Regions from separate parts of the Mus musculus genome. Here all the other regions are linked to region 1. The links are chromatin contacts, called in public Micro-C and promoter capture Hi-C maps. All regions are on one chromosome and are shown on one strand. The core of a region is the stretch at or near the end of the contact, and the rest is flanking DNA. Distances in the headings are between cores, read along the strand shown. Region 1 holds the start of Msx2 (msh homeobox 2). Region 2 holds the start of Cplx2 (complexin 2). Region 3 overlaps Hrh2 (histamine receptor H2).

The links. Promoter capture Hi-C pulls out the DNA fragments that hold promoters and counts their contacts. A called contact is a pair of places that touch in the nucleus more often than the background predicts.
Region 2: a contact with region 1 is called in a promoter capture Hi-C map of embryonic stem cells, with 8 read pairs. The contact joins the promoter of Cplx2 here to the promoter of Msx2 in region 1. A contact is called at or near these places in 1 of 39 promoter capture datasets (embryonic stem cells), 1 of 484 Hi-C or Micro-C datasets (embryonic stem cells) and 1 of 115 datasets of contacts at active chromatin or transcription factors (embryonic stem cells).
Region 3: a contact with region 1 is called in a Micro-C map of embryonic stem cells, with 2.6 times the contacts expected there. The contact joins the enhancer-like site here to the promoter of Msx2 in region 1. A contact is called at or near these places in 1 of 39 promoter capture datasets (embryonic stem cells), 6 of 484 Hi-C or Micro-C datasets (all in embryonic stem cells), 1 of 115 datasets of contacts at active chromatin or transcription factors (embryonic stem cells) and 1 of 9 other capture datasets (embryonic stem cells).

What each region holds. Positions count from the first base shown.
Region 1 is chr13:53,471,379-53,474,405 of GRCm38.p6, forward strand. Msx2 (msh homeobox 2) reads right to left here and starts at 1,402. Exons shown (of 2, transcript NM_013601.2): 1 at 954-1,402. The coding sequence starts at 1,332. It overlaps Gm33763 (a long non-coding RNA gene), which reads left to right. Exons shown (of 4, transcript XR_873406.2): 2 at 2,597-3,027.
Region 2 is chr13:54,369,752-54,372,778 of GRCm38.p6, forward strand. Cplx2 (complexin 2) reads left to right here and starts at 1,598. Exons shown (of 4, transcript NM_009946.3): 1 at 1,598-1,824. All of the region lies in intron 1 of LOC115488208 (a long non-coding RNA gene), which reads right to left.
Region 3 is chr13:54,214,582-54,217,608 of GRCm38.p6, forward strand. It overlaps Hrh2 (histamine receptor H2), which reads left to right. Exons shown (of 3, transcript NM_001010973.2): 2 at 1-498. Among named protein-coding and RNA genes, the nearest start is that of Gm16578, 6.9 kb to the right of the region's middle. Within about 2 kb of position 1,415, at least 31 of the 459 cell types and tissues checked have an H3K27ac peak or open chromatin away from gene starts, as enhancers often do. A contact at or near this core is called in embryonic stem cells, where this site is marked.

The sequences.
Region 1 (3,027 bases), core at 152-2,651:
TATGGCCATCACCCTCAAAAGAGGGGGCAGAGAGCATGGACACCAGACCCCCATGCCCATTGCAAGTATGAATGGTAACCTGGACCAAGCAAGAGCAATCCTCTAAGCACTAGCCACCAAGTCTGAAGGGGTAGCCACAGGTGGCATGCCTCTGCCTGTACTTTGAGGTTCTAGCAAGCAGCCAAATCTGGCGAACTTGTGGCCACCTCACTGTACATTCTCAAGTTCTGAAGGAATGCTGTTAATTATTACTGTGAACCCAGGAGAGCCCACGAGGGTCTGGCCCAAACTAGCTCCCTGCAACACGCAGAACCTAACCAACAACGGACTAGAATACAAGAAGCTTCCTTTCCGAATCAGTCTCTGCCTGCCACCTTCCCTTCATAGGATGGACACTGGAGTTCGAAGACTACCAAGTATGTCTGCTCCATGTCTGGTTAACTTCCAGTTGTCTAGTCTTTATAGTGGGGTGAACTTCATGGGGCTGCCTGTATATTTTGAAGGCCAGCAAAACCACATTTCAATACTCATTTAAAGTGGATCCCAGCCCGGTGTGGTGGTGCACACCAGTTATTCTAGTACTTAGGTGGTGGAGTAAGATGACGAGTTCAAGACCATCCTGAGCTGCATACCAGCACGGGCCACAGGAGACCCTGACTCAACAAAACAAAACAGCGACTCTCCCCTATTTCCCGGGCAGGTACACAAATATGAAGTTTTCGGAGCAGGGGGCTAAGGACTGCAGAAATCAACAACTTGGTTTGGTTTTCAAATGCCAGCCAGCGCTCAGGTACTGCAGATTCCTCGAAGCTAGGGATTCTGGGATGCGGACCGCCCGCTGAACTGGGGTACCAGGGGGGTCAAGAGCATCATCCTGTTAACACCCGTTCCCCAGCCCCTCTGGGACCCCTCGCGCTGGTCCAGCCCGGATCCCGTCCCAGACGCGCACTCACTGGGCGGCGGGGAGTATCTGCCGGGCTCCTGTATCCACGGTGCTCCGTCTTCGGAATTTTCCGACTTGACCGAGGCGGTCTCGAAGGGCTTGACGAGAGGCCCGGGACTGTGAGCGTCCCGGACGCCGTGTCCCGGCAGCAGCAGCGGCCGCAGGACAGCGCCAGCCGAGGCGCAGTCGGGTGGCACCGCGGGCGATTCCTTGGGCGGCTTCTTGTCGGACATGAGCGCCTCCACGCTGAAGGGCAGGCTGGAGACCTTGACCCTGCGTTCCTCTGCGCTGCCCTCGGCTCCTCCAGGCCCGGGACCCGGGCCGGCCAGTACCGCGGGGCCCTCCTCATCCGACGAAAACAAGTCACCGCCTTTAGTCGGAGAAGCCATGACTTTCTGCGCCGCGTAGCTGTCGGCGCGCGACTCCGCTGGCAACTCTCAAGCGAAGACTCCAACTTTTGGGGGGGGAGCCGGCAGGGGCGCGCTGGGAGCCCAGCCTGTCCTCCGAGGGGAAGTGGGAGACTCGGCTCAACCAACTGGCGACGGCCCTGCTCCTGACGCCACGGACGCTCGCCACCGATTGGCTCTCCCTGGAGAGGCTTGGGGCCCTTCCCCCGCCCCGTTTGAAATAAATTAGGAGTTAATTACAGGAGCAGTCAGCAGAGTTGTTATTAGGCGATCCCTCAAGGGTTATAATCGCCCAAACTGAAAAGTCTAAGGCGTAATTAAAGCCGATTGTTTAAAGAGGAAGCTTGCCGAGTCTCATTTCTTGTCTTTTAACCCCTCTTTAAAGTGTTTCTGGTGCCGATCCCACACGCTCCCGCCTGAGAATGTTGGAAATCTGCGGAGGGCATGGAACATTTATAAAGCTCCCACTATGAGCTCAAACTAGTGTATCTTTGTAACTATAATGGAAAACAATAGCAGCATCTTTACTAATAGAAATAGTTTAGGCATGGTCCTTAGTTGTCTTATCTTTGGAGAGTGTTCCAAGACATTAGCTGTAACTCATTCCTTAAGAAAAGGGACAAAGATGAGAAAGGCTGAGAGGTGGTCAAGGGATATTCAACTAATCTCTACCCTTTCTCCCTTTTTTTTTCCTTTAAAACAGACTCTTGCTCTCCAGCTCTGGCTAGCTTAGAAGTCGCTCCCTATCTTACCCAAGATGGTCCTGAACTTGCTACCCCACTGGCTTCGTCCCTGGTGTTGAGAGTGTAGGTGTGCACCAGCAGACCCAGCGCCCATTGGTTCCTGGCAGCTAATTTACACAAATGATCTCCATTTCATACTCTGTCCAAACAGGACAAGTTTTAGAAACTGTCAATGGGGATATTTTCTCACCCCTTGAGTCTCCTCTCTAGGCCCGTGCAAAAGTGTGCTCATGAGGTTTTTTTTTTTTTTTTTTTTTTTTGAGTTTGTGTTTGTCATTGGAGTTCAGGTGTCAGGATAGCATCTGCCTTGGGAGGTGATGGGCAGGGGAGAAGGGTATTTGTGACATTTAGTGTCTTTATTCTCTCTGCAAATAACAGGGTTCGACTTTGCAAACCCAAAGCCTGAATATCTTTGGGGAAAGCTCATCTCACCTGACTTTGAAATTTTAAGCAGCATACCTATCAGGATCCCACCCTAAAGCACACTCTCTATCTAACTGCAGCCCCAAAGCATCAGTGACCAACTGTATCAATGCATGGAAGAAGAGAGTTTTGAGACAGAGGCCTGAAATAATTCTGCACCTCCCTTGCCCGCAAGCCAGCAGGAGCAGAAAGATCGCTGCAAACAACCCATTTCAGGCTGCAGAAGCTTTTTCATAGATCCAAAAACCCATCCGGACTGGTGGGGGAAAGAAGAGCCTGCTAAGCGCTGGTCCCAAACAGCAAATGCTCCCTAAATACTCCCTCCAGCACCAAAGGGGAGGACCATTGCTCCAAGTTGCTTTCAATGACCAGAGCTTAGCAGGTACCCCAGTTTAGAAGACTTAGAAACTTGACTGCCTAGACCTCCAGATCCTTCCAGCTTACCTCTCTGAAACAGGGACCTTTGCCTCAAACATTTACCCAGAGTGAAATCTCGCTGGTCTGAGGGAAC
Region 2 (3,027 bases), core at 348-2,847, 900 kb after region 1:
TCCTCTCAAGAGCTGGATGGACCCGGTGCTTACACAAGCCCAGCTTAAAACGCAGCACCCAGGGCTGAACTCTGTCTTTTTATCTGAAGTGCAACTTGGATTTTGATGCTAGCTTGATCAACGTCCGTGTCAAAGGCAAAGCCCCAGTTGTAGCCAGAGTGCAGCTGGCACAGGCCCCCTTCACAGAGCATGTTTGCTGAAGAACTTGTAGAAAGGAAGAGACAGAGGCAGGCAGGGGAAGGGGTGCGGGGGGGGGGGAAGATTGCAGGTCTTAAAATGTCAGATCTCTTGGCTTCCAACTCCCTTTGGGCATTAGTGGCCAGTCTAAGTGTCTCTAATGAAACAGGAGCGTGTGACACACACACACACACACACACTTTAGGCCACCTAAATAGAGGGGCCCTGCCATCATACAAAGCTCCTGGTCTGCAGGGGAGCAGGGGGTGCACACTGATGTCTTCTGACTTGTAAGGTTTCTCCCACGTTAAGGCATCTACTGTGAACCCCTCCTTTCCCTCCCTGGATTCTGCCCTACCGCAGCTTGCAGCTCTTGCTCCTGGGAGAGAAGCCATCTCATCTCAGAAGCAGAAGTCATCCCCACTCTGACATAGCTCTGATGGATGCATGAACTTCTGCACTGCTTCCAAAGGCCAGGTGCAAGGCCCTCCCCACTGGAGCCATTTTCCTACACCTCTGGCTGGATGAAAAGAAGGGGCGGGGAGCCAATAGGTGGCAGGCAGAAAGGAGAGGCTCATTAGGAGAGAGGGGGAAAGATGAGTATGGGGGGAGGCTGAGCGAGTAGTAGGGGTCCCCCTGTTGTCTACTCCCTTCTCTTCCCTGGGCTTAGGAGGGAAAGCAGCGCCTTCTAGAATAACATAACCAGAGAACTATTCCTTCTTCCGAGGATAACACATCTACAGAAGACCAGGAGTAGCTCACCTAGGGTTCCCGCTGCAATTTTGCAGCAGTCTTTCTGCTTCTGGGTCCAGAGCAGAGAGCCACTCACCCACTAGGAGGGCCTTCCTCATCCCACACACCAGTGGTTCTGGAGTGAGCGCATAGCTGGACACTACAGTCATAAACTGCAGAAACGATGTGACAGTGGACTGTCTAGTCCAGAAGCCGCTCCCAGGCACAAAGAAGGGGTGATTGAAACTGGGGCTCCTTTAGGGAATTGGGCACCCCAACGGGAGTGTGCCTATCGTAGTGTGCCCAGAGTAACCAAAGAGAACTTTCCTGAAGAGGTGATTACTTGAGTTTCTGCTTTTAAAATCCTTTCTTCCACTCGTGCCCCCAAAGCCCTTCCAAACCTTCGAGCTTGTGGTTCTTGAACACGGAGGAGTTGGGAATGAAGCCTAGCTGCAGGCAGATCGGTACAGCTTAACGCGGAGAGAATAAAAGAGTAGAAAGGAGATAAGGAAGAGAGGGGAAAATGAGGGGGAGGAGACAGTGAGAGGGAAAGGAGAATGAAGAGAGGGGGAACAGGAAAGAGAGGGGAGAAAAGGGAGGGAGTGCAGGAGGGAGGAAAAGGGAGGGAGAGAGAGAGGGAGGGAAGAGAGAGAGAGAGAGAGAGAGAGAGAGAGAGAGAGAGAGAGAGGTTTTGAATTTCCCTTCTGGAAGAGAAGCTGTACGGCGTCAGGGCCTGGCTGAGGGGCGTGATTGGAGGGCGCCTTAGGCATCCGCCCGCCCGCGGCAGCAGCCTCGGCCCCAGCTTGCCTGGCGGAGTTACACCAGGCAGCGGCGCGAGCTGGCTGAGCACACGGCACCGCCTGCTGGAGTCAGCCGGAGCCCTGCAGTGGCTTAGACGGTTGCTGGGACCACCAGGTCGGTGCTGGCCGTGGGCCGGGGAGGCGGAGCCGGGCTGGGGGCAGTGGGGGAACGCTCTGGCTCCGGAACAGCGGGGAAGCCGGGCAGTGTAGCTTTGAGGGGCTCCCCAAGACCGCGGGGCGCTGCGCTGGGACTGCGGCCCCTACCCGCTCGCTGTGGTGCTGAAGGGACAGCTCCCCGCGGAGGCCAGGGGGACCGCTGGAGCTGCAGACTCGGGGCAGGAAGATGTGGGCAGATGCGCACCCGGAGCAGTGGGGCTTGGGGAGCTCCGACCGCCCCGAGTGCGGAGACTCAAGTGTGAACCTGGAGAACAACTTCGAGCCCGCAAGACTAGGGTGGGGGACGTGGTCCTCGGCTGCTTGGGGTGTGGCTACCCCTGAAGCCCTCCCGGACCCTCTGCTACAGGAGCAGAGAGTCACCCCGAGGGGTAGAGTTCGGTTCCCAAGGGAACCCGAGGGTGGCAGAGGCCAGGTGGAGAGAGGAGAGGCCACGTCGGTGGGGGGCAGGGGGGCTATTTGTCCTCTTCCCGCAGGAGCGCTGTTGGAGTAGCACGAGCCTGTGCAGGGTCACAGGCTGCTCCTCAGTCTCAGACCCTCCTCTCCCTGGCAAAGTTTAAGAGCAGGCGAAGGTTCAGAATTGAGAGGCAAGTGTTGGGGGAAGGGGACACGCACTGACCAACTAAGGGCCCCAGGGCAGAGCTGTTGGTCTCCATGAGGGCCGGGGGAGCGGCGCCTGGAAGCCTGCCCTCTCTTCTGTGGGGGGAAAACCCCCGCACTTTCATGACCCAGACGACTGATCCTTTTACTCTGGCCGGACCTCGCTGCACCCCCCGCCCCCCCCCCCCCACACACACACACCCTCCCCGCCACCTCTGAGACGTCTTGCTGCTAGGGGCGTGGGGTGGGGAAGTAGGGGAGACGTCCTCTGTCTCAGCCACTGCCATTAGCGTGGAGTCCCTTGCAAAAAAACAAAAAACAAAAAAACAACGGAGTGTTGAATTGAGTTGTGATTGTAGCCCGTACTTGAATCAGAGAAAAACAGCCGCAAAGACAAACACTGCAGGTGCTCATGTGTGCTTGTCAGAAGGAGGGGCCCGGTTTCTGGGACTCGAACTGGAACTAGAGCAGGTGCCTTAGCTGCCTTTGGCTGGGACTGACAGCAGGGGTGTGGGAGTGTGGGGTCTGGAGGAAAGATGAGGGG
Region 3 (3,027 bases), core at 165-2,664, 740 kb after region 1:
GCCTCTTCTCATCATGTGTGTCACCTACTACAGAATCTTTAAGATCGCCAGGGAGCAAGCCAAGAGGATCAACCACATCAGCTCCTGGAAGGCAGCCACCATCAGAGAACACAAAGCCACCGTGACCCTGGCTGCCGTCATGGGAGCATTCATCGTCTGCTGGTTTCCTTACTTCACTGCCTTCGTTTACCGTGGACTGAGAGGGGATGACGCTGTGAACGAGGTGGTCGAGGGTATCGTCCTATGGTTGGGTTATGCCAATTCAGCCCTGAACCCCATCCTGTACGCCACCCTCAACAGAGACTTCCGCATGGCGTACCAACAGCTCTTCCACTGCAAGCTTGCAAGCCACAACTCTCACAAAACTTCCCTGAGGTTGAACAACTCTCTGCTGTCCAGGAGCCAAAGCCGAGAAGGTAGATGGCAGGAGGAGAAGCCCCTGAAGCTTCAGGTGTGGAGTGGGACAGAACTCACACACCCCCAGGGAAGCCCAGTCAGGTAAGTGGTGTGGGTTGGAAGTGCTGGGAGACACCCCACCCTCTGTGTAGATGATGCTGAGACCGGTTCGTGAGCATTTTACAGAAATCATCTCTCATCCTCTTAGGTAGACCATTTACCTTCCTTTTTAAAAGGCCACGTTAAAGGTAACAGAGATCTTACCAAGATCCACGGAGCTTGACAGAATGTTACTCACTCCAGAGCTCTGAGGCCCTTCTTTCTAACATAACTGCCTTTCCATCAGGTAGCCTAAGTAAGGCCCAACTCTGCAACTCAGGAATTGTGAGTGATCAGTTATACCCTGGTGGGGGGGGGGGGGGGCGGAGCATGCAAAAGTCATATGCAAATCGCTTCTTCCTTGGGGAGTGTTCCAGTCAGTAGGGGATGAGAATGGCAGAGGTTGGAAGGTGTGGCCTCAGTAGAACCGCAAATGTGGGCCTTGTGTGTAGAATTTAGGGAGGGACAGACACAAGGACTAGGGACAAGTGGACTTCATATAGCTGGGTTTCAGAAAGGAGGACGTGGTTAGCAGATCTGGGTTGTGGAGAGAAGGCTATTGTGACCTCTTTGATGTGAGCTAGCGAAGTGAGCCTGTAGATATTTAAGAAGGGAATTGCGTTGATCCATGGGTTGGGGAAGAGAGAAAAGCAAAATCTTGTAGGCTACTTAACAACAACAAAACAAACAAAACCTGTAGAACACTGGGTAAGAAGAGTGCAGTAAGAGTGGGAGCATGGGAAGTGTCCAGGCTAGGAAGAGAAACAGAATCAAGATGAGATTTCAATAAACTCACTGAAGGACAAAGTCACTGCAGGGTGTTGCAAGGACCCAAGGCCCTGTCTCGGGAGGCAGTGAGGAAGCTAGATGTGTGCAGAGCCAGCGCCTGCTTGAGGCATTAAGAGGGTCAAGCGCCTAACAGAGGAGTTGCTCAATGAAGGTGGTTTCTCTTTCTCTTCCCATAAACCACGCCTTAGCCCCCTACAGTGCTAGTCAATGGCGCCTACCCAGTCATTCCTTTCATTATCCATTCATTTGCAAGCCCTGATGGTAGGCTCTGAGTTCTGAGGAACAGCTGCGCTTAGAACTGCCATTGCCACGCCCTTCCATAGGCAGGTCCTCCTATAGGCTGCACACCTGCTCCTCTCCTCCTTCCCTCTGGAGAAAACCTTATTGTTCCTGAACTCTTGCTACAGTGTCACAAATTGTATCATTCTAGCCTCTGGACCTTCCCCAACCCCCACCCCCATCCCTCACTATCAAGTCCGTCCTCCAAGGCCACACAGGGTGTCCCGCACCTGGAGGCTTCCTTGTCCCATCCTGACGGATAAAATACTCCCCTCAATCACATCACCCCACTTCTTTCACAAAGTTGATTGAGTTCACCGTGGAGGAAGAATAAAGACGCAAGGGTTACAGACTAGACAGGAGAAGAAGAAAACAAGTCCTGTTTGGTTCATCCTGTGTGTTACTTGGTATCAACCATTCCTTCAAGTTTCTTAGCAGCCTATTACACACTTGGCAGAGATGACTAAGTTCCACCTGACTCCTTCCATTTGCTATCTGCAGAGGCCAAGAGCGGGCATCAGATTCCCAAGAACTAAAGTGATAGACAGGTGTGAGAACCTGACACAGATGTTGGGAATCTGTTTTCTCCAAGAAGCAGCTCTCTAACTCCTAACCTCCACTTCATAGACAGGCAACCTAGACCCAAAGAGTCCAGTAAATTTCCCTAAGTACTGCATGGTTGGACATTCCCAGAGGCTCCATTACTAAGGAGTCTCTGGGTACTGGTACCTGGTGAGTCTGAAGGTCCACATTTTCTTCTAGTCCTCAGGGTCGCCCTTGGTACAGGCTGGGGAAAGCCATGGTCAGCCAAGAGGTGGTGCTTGCTGCAGAGTAGACCCAGAGCTCGGATCCCGGAGAGCTCAACTGTGGTCTGTCTTGATCCTCTGAGAACAGTGAGCAGGTGGGCTCAGCAGAGAAGAGGGATCAGAGAGCCCACATACTTCTTTAGAATTGCAGGAGACTAAGAACAGCCAGGTTTTCTCTCTGAGCATCCTGGGCACTGTGAGCTTTCTCATCCCTCAGTAAGGTCAGCTCCCAGCTTCCCTGCTGACTGACAGCATGTCTTCTCTGCTCTGTCTGAAGGCAAGAGCAGAACTTACCCAAAGCCTTTAACCCTACCAAGAATCTTGAAGGCAGCCGACCCAGACTCCCCTGAGTGGAGAGGGGCAGGGCACAGCCAGACAATGTAGGGTTCTCGGGAGAGTTAACAAAACTAACTAGCCCTATCTTTCTAGCTTGAGGCTCTGTCTGCCCCTCCTCAGCCCCATTGTGGGGGACACCTCACCCATCCCACCCCAATTCCATCACTAGATGTGAGCTTCTTACCAAATGTCTACCAAACCCTTGTTAGACACCAGTGCTCTCAACACATAGCCCTGGGCAAACAGCAGAGCTTCTCACAGGGTAGCCCTGAACCAGCAGGCTACCCAGAGACAAACCAATTGGCATTGGGCCACCACCTTT